2 separate regions of the Rattus norvegicus genome follow, and region 2 is linked to region 1. Evidence: chromatin contacts called from public Hi-C data. All regions are on one chromosome and are shown on one strand. Each heading gives the region's core, a stretch centred on a gene start, on an enhancer-like site or on the middle of the called end of the contact. The rest is flanking DNA. Distances are from core to core; before and after follow the strand shown. Region 1 overlaps Papss2 (3'-phosphoadenosine 5'-phosphosulfate synthase 2). Region 2 overlaps Papss2 (3'-phosphoadenosine 5'-phosphosulfate synthase 2).

Region 1 (5,840 bases), core at 2,634-5,133:
CCAGTCCACCCCCACCCCAGAGCACCATACCCCATAGTTCCTCCTTGTTCCCCCTCTCCCCATCTCCACAAGGATGCTCCCCCCACCAACCCCATTAGACCTCTAAACTCCCTGGGGCCCCCAGTCTCTTGAGGGTTAGGTGCATCTTCTCTGACTGAACCCAGACTCGGGAGTCCTCTGCTGTACATGTGTTGGGGGCCACATCTCAGCCACTGTATGCTGCCTGGTTGGTGATCCAGTGTCTAAGAGATCTCAGGGGTCCAGGTTAATTGAGACTGCTGGTCCTCCCTACAGGGTTGCCCTCCTCCTCAGCTCCCTCCAGCTTTTCCCTAATTCAGAGGGGTCAGCAGCTTCTGTTCGTTGGTTGGGTGCACACATCTGCATCTGACTCTTTCAGCTGCTTGTTGGGTCTTTTAGAGAACGGTCTTGATAGGTGCCTTTTTGTGAACACTGCATAGCTTCAAAAAAGGTTACAGGTCTTAGGGCCTCCCCTTGAGCTGGATCCCACTTCGAGTCTGTCACTGGCCCTTCTTTTCCTCAGGCTCTTCTCCATTTCTATCCCTGCATTTTTTTCAGAAGGTAAGAATTATGGGTCAGAGTTTTGACTGTGGGATAGCAACCCCATCCCTCACTTGATGCCCTGTCTTTCTTCTGGAGGTGGGTTCAATAAGTTCCCTCTCCCCACTGTAGGGCCTTTCATCTATGGTCAACCTCCCTTTGAGTCCTGAGAGTCTCTCACTCACCAGGTCTCTGGTACATTCTAGAGTGTCTTCCCAACCACCACCACCCCCCCCCCCAGGTCACCTGTTTCCATTCTTTCCGCTGGCCCTCAGGGCTTCTTCTAATGCTGTGCCAAGTCTCAAGCTCCTTATATCAGTTCCCAATGCTGAGTTTCCTCTCTCTATGATTATTTGCATGTTGGGGGGGCACCTTCCTTACCTTCTTCCTTTCCTATTATTTTGAAGTGAATTTAGTTACACTATTTTGAAAAACAAATACGTGTATGAAAGGTAAAATCTGTGCTTTCTCTTTTGTTTTCCTATGTAAGTCTCTGAATGTAAAATGAATGTCAGAATACTTTGGGGTCAGATGAGAGAGATGAAACAGCTGGGTACACAGGAGCGAGGGTAGACATAAAGAGAAGGCACTTCCTTGCCAAGTCCCTTTACAACCCTGTGTGGAAAGAAGCAGAACTGATAACTAAGTGAGTTGCCTCCCCGGGGAAGTTCTGTCTCCTCTCGGTCATCTACCTTGTTGTGAGCAATATAATTCCACATTTTTGCACAGTAGACGTTCTTTGTGGAGTTTTCTCCTGGAAGACTGAGCAGACAGCTCCATGTAGAGACACTCACCCACCGGGTGCTCCAGTTCAGTCTTCAGCGAGTACGAGAAAAAGAAAGTTAGCCCTGGAAGATTATCTGTCTTCACAGGATAACCGCATTCTTTATATAATGTTAATACTGTGTGTGCGCACACACGTGGTGAATTGGACTTTGAGTCATGCTATATCTTAGTACATAGGTCAGTGGCAACCAAAAGATGAAGGTTAAAAGAAAAATCCATTTAGCTGAGGAAAAAAACTGTTTTGAAGAAATGCTGCACCTCATTAAATGAGGTCAAGCATTTCAAGAATTGATTTTAAAATGAAGTTTGCTCTAAGAAAACGACAACAACCACAAAAGTACTAAAATAAATAGCACAGAACTGAAGAAAACTGATCTATAGTCTCAGAATGGCTATGCCCTACACTCAGATACCATAGCATGTTTTTAATATGAAACTATTTTAGAAGCCAGTGCGATGGCTCGGCACAAGGGCTCTTGCTGCCAAACCGGACAATGGGAATCTCGTGCTTGGGACGGACATTTTGAAAGACCACCGACTCCCACAAACTGTGCTCTGGCACTCATAAAAACTGATGAGTGAAATAAAAAATATTTTAAATACTAAAATTTTAAAACAGAAAAAAAGCAAAAGATAGGGACCCTGAGAAATAATAAGCAGCTCCTAGAAGATATGGGCTGTTTCCAAAATATCAAACGTCCTTATAAGCCAATGCTTCTAAAGTATGCAAAGTAATGTATAAAGTGCAGGAAGAATGCAAATATCAGAGTGTGATGTCACACAGCCACTCGAGGCTCGAAGGAGGGACAGTCACTGCCAGTTTTCAAGGAGCCCAGACCACACTGAACACTCCCGTCTCAAAAGCAAATAAAAAACCATATATACATTTTTAATTAAGGAAAATCAAAGCTTTAGAAAAGAAAATTAAAAAGTGTCTCTAAATGTATGAAAAATATTGAACCTTACTATAAGAAATGACGCTAAAAGTAAGAGGTTTGCTTTTTGTTTCTCAGTGGACAAAGGTAAAAGCTTTTAGGCAGCGTGTGGTATAGGAGGGGCTGTGGGGGAACATCGGGACTCACTCCTAGCAGAGCTGTACTGACACAGCCTCTACAGAGATTTGGCAAAGCCCATCACAATTTAACTTTGTGTGTGTGTGTGTGTGTGTGTGTGTGTGTGTGTGTGCTCCTTAAGCTAGCAACTCAAATCCTGGCACATAGAGATCTTGCAAGCAAGTGGCTTACGGTTGTCATTGTGCGATTATGAAGGCACAGGGACATAGCTGAAGTCCTATAACGACAAAACGTTGGAAGCAAGGTAAAACGTCAACGAATAGGATGATTGAACCATCCGTATACTGTGCTGCTGTAATAACACGCGCATGGTGAGAATTGATTAAAAATGATTCAGTGGGCTAATATATCAGTGTTGGAGACTCTCCAAGCACATTTAGGAGAATCTAAAATGAAACCTACTGTCAAGTAACATTTTAGACAAAAAAAAAAAAAAGAAAAGAAAAAGACATAAATCCATATGCTATCTCTCAAAAGATAAGGATGAAACTAACCATATTATTACTTCCAGCAGAGAGCAGTGTGGGTAGATAAACTGTTCAAGGAAAATAATTTAAAAATGTAGAGAAAGTAAACTTACACATCTAAATAGCTTTGACATACAATGTATCTATACGGATATTGGAGAGGCCAAGACAAAGGTTATGTACGCAGTCAGGAATGTGGAGAGTCCTCGGGATTTTCTTTTAAAATTTTGTTCTTTGCCAGTTTTTGCATGTATATGAACAGGCTGACTACCCTCCCCTAGTCATCTAGCTTCCTCCCACCTCAGTCAATCCAGACTGACTCCCTGTCGCTTTTGGAGACTATCGATTTTGGTTTTGTTTTGCGACCCCATTTAGTGCAGCCGGGGCCATTTCTGAGACCGTTAGGATTGTCTGTTGGAGACTGATGGGGTCTCCAGTGGGTTTGTAACTGAAGAGGTTCTCCCTTTCCCTCAGTTAGTTTAGCGAGGATAAGGCAGGGAGCTGAGACTTTCCCCCTTTACAACGAACTTGCTGTACTTTCCTGGATGATAGCGGACCATGGGAACTTTCTGGATCAGAAGCACGGGGCTTTGCTGCTCATGGCCTGGCAAGCATTCTGATCACCTACACGCGTGTCGTTTCTTCATTCCCAGCCTCCCTAGAGGCAAATGGACCGTAAAGTTCACATGCCATAAACACTGAGCTCATTTCGGGAGAGAAGCCACAAATACAGCCTCATCCTGAAACTGGTTCTGGAAAAAGACAGACTAGATACCAGTTAGCCCCGTTCACAAGATGTGCAGGGACACGATATGCCTGTGAGAACCATTTGTCCATCTCTAATTTATGAACGATAGCTCGCTCACATGCAGAGTTCTCAAAACATAGGCGAGGCTTAAGGGCTAAAAGTAACTCTTGGTGCCTTAAGGTTCTTAGCTGAGTAGTATGGGGTGTGTGTTGATTTGTTATTGATTAGATTATTAGCCCTGGATCTTGCATCTCTAACTCAGTTGGGGTGAAAGGTCACAAACTCCATTTTCCTATCTGGCCCACTGTTGTAAGGGCAAGTTATTGATCAACTGAGATCAAGAATGTAAATGAATCAGAACGCCCCTAATTAGTACTAACAAGTACTAACAGTTAACCACAGCTGTCGGAAGGTCACCTTGGCACTCCCCAAAGGGGCTTAATTAGGCTCCCAGGTTTGGGAAGTGGCACTCCCCAAAGGGGCTTAATTAGGCTCCCAGGTTTGGGAAGTGTTTTCTTTCTCACCAGAGTGAGTCTCTCACGTTTGTTCTCTAACTCAGTGTCACACTGAAATCTGTTTGGAGCCTGTGCTTTTCCAGTCAGAGCTGAGCTGGAATCGGAGGTTCAGCCTTGGCTTTGGCACCTGGCTAAGTGTGAGGCAAGAACAAGCTTTCATTCATCAGCGGAGCACAGTGGGTTTCTGTTTCAGTTTGGGGTGGGCCAGTAGGACCTGTGGTGGGTCTACTAAAGGATGAATTGACACCCTGTTAGGAAGGTGTTAAGTCCCTCCTGGGTCACCTTGACATGCCCCATTTTTGTAGCACCATTGACCCACATTTCATGGCTTTTTATTTCAAGGTAATATACATGAATAAAAAAACTGTAAACCTAAAGGATACTGTTCAGGAGATTTTCATGAGGTGAGCATGCTTGTATAACCAGCACCCAGGTGAGGAAACAGGGTACCTCCTACCTCCCTAGTGCTTCCCTCCTGCTCAGCCGTGGCTGCTTTCAGGCCTCTCAGACAGAATTGAGCTTTGCAGACACTCCTGGGCACGTCTCCCTTAGCTTCATATCGCACCTATGAAAGTGTGTCACACACACTGCTTGTGGGTGGTCAGACTCTCTTCATTCCTGTTACTGGTCCTCAGCTGGACTGATTTTGTCCCATGTCAAATGGGATGGAGATGTTGATGCTTGGATTTTATGGCCTTCACATCTGAGCTGGGGAAGAGGTCACTTCTGACCATCCGACAACACAAGCAAGAATTGTCAGGCAGAAAACACAACCGGCATTTGGCTGGAGACGCAAGTCAGTAGTCTTCCATGCCGTGGATATTTTTCTACTTCTTTACCTGTGTATTTCTCAGAGCTCCTGGCTTGTGCACTCAGGAGCACTGTGAAATCCAGACACAGCTTTGCTATTCCTGAATGCATGCTTACACAAAAATTAAAGAGACTACCAAGTAACCAGGCGCCATGGTGGGTGCACACCTGTAATCCCAGCACTTGGGAGGCAGAGGACAGAATAGTCACCAGAAGGGGGCTAGCGTGGGTCATATAATGAGATCTCTATCTCAAAACAGAAGAGTGTCCGGCAAGAGGTTGTAATGTCAAGAACAAGTGTCCGGGTGAAAAGAAACTGTCGTGTGTGATCTCAGTCATACTCAACATTTCAGAGTTTTCGGATGGTTACGAGAATTTTGAAGAGATTCTAAATGAGCAAGTCTCACAGCTTTTCCTCAAAGAATGAAGAAGCCTCTCCAACCCACACGCGTATGCCCATGTTTGTGGTATGTTCATGTTCATGTGGGTATACATGTATGCATGTACATGTGGAGGCCAGAAGTAAGACAGATCTCTCACTGAACCCAGAGATCACTGGTTTGGCTAGACTGGCTGGCCAGCAAGTCCTAGGGGTTCTCCTGCCTCTGCCTCCCCAGGATCACCTGACAGGCATGTGCCACCATGCATGGTTATTTGTATATGAATGCTAAAAAATGAACAAGAACTTTACCAATGGAGACATTTCTCCAGTCTCTAAGATGACAGTCACCACTTGAATGTGCAGTACATGCTCATGTATGTACATGTGGACTCACATGCGTGTAAAAGCCAGAGTTTAGCATCCAGTGTCTTCCTCAGTGGCTCTCCATCTTAGTTTTTGAGACAGTGTCTTAGTGCACATAAGCACACCCACTGGACTCCA
Region 2 (5,950 bases), core at 3,269-5,768, 61 kb after region 1:
TCAGTTGGTAAAGTGGCTGCTTTTTGATCCATCTTTTGTACCCCTATTCTAGAGCCACACATGGCAACGCTTGGCTGTAATCCCAGCATGAAGGAAGCAGAGAGAGGAACATCTCTGGGTCTTGCTGGCCAGCTAGTCTAGCTAAATCGACAAGGTCCAAGTTAAATGAAAAGACTGTCTCAAAAATAAGGTAGGGATGGCAAGATTGTCCAGTGGGTATATATAGACACTTGCATCAAAGCCTAACAACCTGAATTCAATCCCTGGAACCCATATAGTAGGAGAGACCAGGTGCCTGCAAGTTGTCCTCTAAGACACACACACATACACACACACACACACACACACACACACACACACACACCACACACCCCACACACACATACACCACACACACCACACCACACACACACACACATACACACTTTGTAGTTTACAAAATAGTGATAGTACTCAAGGAAGACACCTGATGCTGACCTCTGAACTTTATGTGTACACACATCACATATGGTACACAAAACTGCATGTACTCGCAAAAGGGAAATGTGCTTAAAAGCTTAACATGGTAGTAAATGCCTATAATATCCCCCAGAAAGCTCAAGTGAGAGGATCCTAAGTGGGGGACATGCCTGGGCTTCACAGTAAGACGCTATGGAAATAGAGGGGGAAGGAGCCAGTATAGGCTGTCGTATCAAAGACTATCCACAATCACAAAAAAAGGCTCTTCAAGTCCTCTTGCTCCTAGCTATGCACCTCCTGTTGTGCTCTCTTTTTACACGTCAGCCAAAACTCACTGGCTCGGATTCAATGCAGTAGCTATGAAAACCTAGCTGTCTTCTGCTAAGTCAGACTTACACAGAAGCGAATGGTAAAAGTAACGCCATCCTTCCTATCTGGAGGGCAGGGTGGAGTGGAGAAGAGTATTTAGTTTTAACAAGAAACAGGTACTACTTCTGAATGAACTTTCTCTGCTTTAATTTCTAACATGCTAGTTAATGATATAACCCATATAAATAAAAAGTTTGGGGGGCAGTCTAACTTTTAAGAAGTATTTATTTGAATGGTAGAGACTGACACATCAGGTGTCTTTTTTCTATTTTTAAGATTTATTTATTTATTATATATAAGTACACTGTAGCTGTCTTCAGACACACCAGAAGAGGGCATCAGATCCCATTACAGATGGTTGAGAGCCACCATGTGGTTGCTGGGATTTGAACTCAGGACCTCTAGAAGAGCAGTCTGTGCTCTTAACCGCTGAGCCATCTCTCCAGCCCCCGGTCTGTAACTTTTGTGTTATGTGAATTTGCTGCTGGAACTCAATGAAGGTTTTGTCCGTGCTCCCGTTCTGCCATCTCCCTAGCAATTTTCGTGAAGACGAAAGTTAAGAAATTAAAAGTTTGATAAGTACCATTTGAAATGTGACCGAACAGTAACTCAAGATGGGTCAAAAAGGAAAACAGGAGGGCTGGGGACAAGGCTAGCCAGTATAGAGCTGCACACACATGAGGAACCATGCTTAATCCCCTCAGAGCCCAGGTGAAATATTCAAGTGCAGTGGTCAGGAAGGTTAAAGACAGGCAGTAATTCCACTGCCAGAGAGGTAAAAACAGGCAGATCCCAGGGGCTCACTGGCCAGGCAGTCTTGCCAAATTTGCAAGCTACATGTTCAGTGAGAAATCCTGTGTTAAAAAATAACGAAGGGCTATTGAAGAAGTTTCACACACACGCACACTTCAAATAAAATTAAAATAATATTAACTCTAATGATTTCCCTTGTAGATGGTGATGGAAGGTGGGGACTGGCTTGTTGGTGGAGACCTTCAGGTGCTAGAGAGAATACGGTGGAATGATGGGCTGGACCAGTACCGCCTGACGCCTCTAGAGCTCAAACAGAAGTGTAAAGACATGGATGCTGGTACGTAACAGATTCTAGCGCATCTGTCAATACCCCTTAGCGCTCTGGTCAAAAAATTTAAGTGTATTGGGAATTGGATTTTTTTTTCCTTTTTTCCCCCATTTATGGGCTGGCATTGAATTCATTAAATAGCCAATGGTAACCTTGAATTCTTGATTGGACTTCTGCTCCCAAATGCTGACATTGCAGACATCACTGCCACTCCTGACTGAATTATATACATGAATGAAGCTAGCCAGGTTTGCTGTCCATAGATCATACTGCTGCCAGGGGCCATATCAATGTGAGTGACCTGTGCCGCCACCTGAGAACGTGGTGACGTCTGAGTCTATGCTGCCTCATGGAGTCATGTTGATGTCTGTGGACCGTGCTGCTGCCAGAAGCCCTGGTCATGTATGTGGTCCAGGTTGGCTCCAAGGGCCTTGTCTGGGTCCATAGTCCTGATGCAGCTGGGAGCCATGTTCGTGGTCTGAGAGCTGCTGACAGAAACCATGTGGAAGGCCATGCTCTGTGCTCCTGCCGACTGTAAGGAACAAGGAAGTCTTTTGCAGTGATGTTGATGACTGCAGATGTAGTTGACAAAGAGGGACATGGAAGCCTTCTGTAACAACCCTTCCCCCACCCCAGTCCTCACTCCCATCCCCCAAAAGAGTAGTAGCCTAAACAGGAAGCCATTGAAGAGAACTCTTTTTTTTAAAGATTTATTTATTCATCCCATATCAGTAAATTGTAGCTGTCCTCAGACACACCAGAAGAGGGCATCAGATCTCATCACAGATGGTTGTGAGCCACCGTGTGGCTGCTGGGATTTGAACTCAGGACCTCTGGAAGAGCAGTCAGTGCTCTTAACCGCTGAGCCATTGAGCCATCTCTCTGACTCTTAGAGTCTGATAAGGATGCTGAGTTGTAGCTCTCCACAACTGATGGCATCTGGCAGGGGCGTGGGAGGGGAGCACTCAGTTCTATTTAAGGGGCAGGCCACTGAGCGTTTGGCCATGTCCCAAAGAATACACAGGCAAAACAAACCGGTCTTGGTTTTTGTTTTTGTTTTTTAATATTTATTTCTTGAGGGGAAAGGTCAGGAGAAGGGTGCACATGGGGAGGACTAGAAAATGAGTGTAAGGGGATGTATGATGTGAAATTTCCAAAGAAACAATAAAAATATCATGTTGGAAAAAAAAGTATCTTACTTATAATTAGATATGGGGGTATGTATGTATAGGTGCCTGTGGGGTCAGATCCCCCAAAGCCAGAGTTCTAGGCACTTTGTGAGCTGTCTGACTCGGGCGCTGTGAGTCAAACTTGGGTCCTCTGAAAGAGTATTACCATTCTTAATCTTGGAGTCATCTCTCCCCAAGTGATGCGATCTGCCGGTTCGTCTGGATCACAGCTGTGTACACTTCCACACCGGAACACTATGCTGCAGCTTAACACATGCAGGTGCAGAGTAATTCTTAAGTATCTGTTAGTACAAAAGCATGGGCTGGAGGGGTGGTTCAGTGGTTAAGAGCACTGTCTCCTCTTACAGGGATCCTGAGTTCAATTCCCAGCAACCACATGGTGGCTCACAACCATCAGTAATTGGATCCAATACTGTCTTCTGGTGTGTCTGAAGACAGCTACAGTGTACTCACATACATAAAATAAATAAATAAATCTTTAAAAATAAAGATCAACGACTGTTCTTCCAGAGATCCCGAGTTCAATTCCCAGCAACCACATGGTGGCTCACAACCATCTGTAATGGGATCCGATGCCCTCTTCTGGTGTGTCTGAAGGGAGCGACACTGTACTCATAGACATAAAATAAAAATAAACATAAAAAAAGTGCAAAAGCATTTGCAAAGCAATATATATAGCACAGACATATGTTGGAAAACAAGAAAGTTGGAAAAAAACAAACTAACAACAAAAAAAAACAATTAACCTACTTCTGTCTATAGAAGTACAAAGGACTCTGAGAGCACCAGACGCCAGTGACCCTTCTTGGGGATGGTGGGACAAGAAAGGAAACCCTTCACATTTTGTTCTGTACATTTTAAGAGAGAAGTAGTGATAGGAAGCAATGATTTTCATTGTCCATTTTGGGCTTTTATATATTTCCTAGGTGTCCTACAATGGAAATATATTGATTACATTTTAGAACTAGAAAAAAGGATACAGACTTCATGAGTCCATCACGAGTGCCATTGTTTCCAGGACTTGAGGAGAAGGTGCGGTTGTCTTTCATCTGTAGACTGTAGCCCCATTCACATTCCTATGTGCTCTACATGCAGGCTCTCATAAAGGGGAGCCCGCGGCAGGTACAAGGGAGCAGGTGAGTGCTGACGTCTAGGGCGTCAGGAAAGGTGTAGACAGCACGTTTTGATTCCTGAGTCGTGCTTTCTCCTATGTGGCTTCCTGCCTTTGCATCCCATTCTGTCTAAGCATCTGAGCTAACAGCCCCGGCCTATTCTCCCATTATCAAAAGGTTCAAGACTGAATGAAGGAACTGAGTAATATTCCGGTTCATCTTCCCGTCTGCTCTTAGGGACAAGCCATATTGCTTACTCCGAACCTTGGCTCTCCTTTCCTAGATGCCGTGTTTGCGTTCCAGTTACGCAATCCTGTCCACAACGGCCACGCTCTGCTGATGCAAGACACCCGGCGCAGGCTCCTGGAGAGGGGCTACAAGCACCCGGTCCTCCTGCTGCACCCTCTCGGGGGCTGGACCAAGGACGATGACGTACCTCTCGACTGGAGGATGAAACAGCATGCGGCTGTGCTGGAGGAAGGGATCCTGGATCCCAAGTCGACTATTGTCGCCATCTTCCCATCTCCTATGTTATACGCTGGGCCTACAGAGGTGAGCGATTGTCTGAGCTGGGCCAAACGCTAAGAACACCGGCTAAAGTGTATTAGACATGTAAATTCGTCTTGGGAAACAGTTCTTAATGAGAACATTCTACCTTCCCCACCCCAGCTTAACCTTTTCGAGTTTGTATTTGTAAAGATGCTAGAAGCATCAAGTCTGACATGTATAAACACATTGCTTAGAGAGTGTGGAGGCTGGCGTGTGACTGAGGTAGGTAGATAGCACAGCTCACCTGAGTCACACGGCAAGTAGCATCTTACCCGTATTACCTTTCTATTGCTGTGATAAAACACCACGGCCAGGGCAACCTGAGTTCATGTGGCCTTACGGTTGCAGCAGGACGGTAAGTCTATCGTAGCAGGGAAGTCTGGCAGCAAGCAGCAGGCTTGAGGGCAGGAGCAGGAAGCTAAGCGTACACCCTTTACCACAGCGTGATCAGAGCAGAGAGCAAAGTGGAAGTAGGTGAAGCTTTTAAACTCACAGCTCCCCCTAGTGGCAGACTTCTGTCGGCAAGATTGTACCGCCTAAACCTCCCTGACAGCGGCCCCAACTTGGGACCAAGTGTTTAAATGTCCGAGACTAAGGGTAACAACGTTTCTCATGTCGCCACTAAACTAAGCTGACAATTTCTTAGTTCCGATTGTTCTACTCTGACTCACCAGGACCCAGGAATTGTTTAGAAGGTAATGCAGTAATTAGTTCATTGTTGGCAGTCAGATGATCACTTAGAATCTGTAGTTCACACGGCCCTTTGTAACAGTAGGTACAAAGTACAAACAGTAAGTACACCAAATTCTTAACTGCTTGCTTTATTAAGAGAGACTCCCATAGCTCGTGACTTTAAAACTCCTGTCCTATCCAATACGACCCAGCTTGAACAGTGCTCGAGGCTTAGACCCTAGGACTTCCTCACGACTTTTAAAGTGACCTGCCCCTTTCAATCAGTTCAAAAGCAGAATTAAAAGGCTCAGCATAGAGAGGAACCTGTGGACTTGGCCCATGACCACCATGCTCCCTATGTGGTATTTTCCAGGTCCAGTGGCACTGCAGGTGCCGAATGATTGCAGGGGCCAATTTCTACATCGTGGGTAGGGATCCTGCAGGAATGCCTCACCCTGAGACAAAGAAAGACCTATACGAACCTACCCATGGTGGTAAGGTCTTGAGCATGGCCCCTG

The links. A called contact is a pair of places that touch in the nucleus more often than the background predicts.
Region 2: a contact with region 1 is called in a Hi-C map of liver, with 3 times the contacts expected there. The contact joins two enhancer-like sites. A contact is called at or near these places in 7 of 12 Hi-C or Micro-C datasets (the A7r5 cell line, the Rat2 cell line, Schwann cells and 4 more).

What each region holds. Positions count from the first base shown.
Region 1 is chr1:239,883,473-239,889,312 of GRCr8, forward strand. The region is part of intron 1 of Papss2 (3'-phosphoadenosine 5'-phosphosulfate synthase 2); the gene reads left to right. Among named protein-coding and RNA genes, the nearest start is that of Papss2, 19 kb to the left of the region's middle. Within about 2 kb of position 3,884, at least 3 of the 93 cell types and tissues checked have an H3K27ac peak or open chromatin away from gene starts, as enhancers often do. A contact at or near this core is called in liver, where this site is marked.
Region 2 is chr1:239,943,758-239,949,707 of GRCr8, forward strand. Papss2 (3'-phosphoadenosine 5'-phosphosulfate synthase 2) reads left to right here. Exons shown (of 12, transcript NM_001106375.2): 9 at 1,783-1,918; 10 at 4,495-4,763; 11 at 5,806-5,950. Among named protein-coding and RNA genes, the nearest start is that of Atad1, 55 kb to the right of the region's middle. Within about 2 kb of position 4,519, at least 6 of the 93 cell types and tissues checked have an H3K27ac peak or open chromatin away from gene starts, as enhancers often do. A contact at or near this core is called in liver, where this site is marked.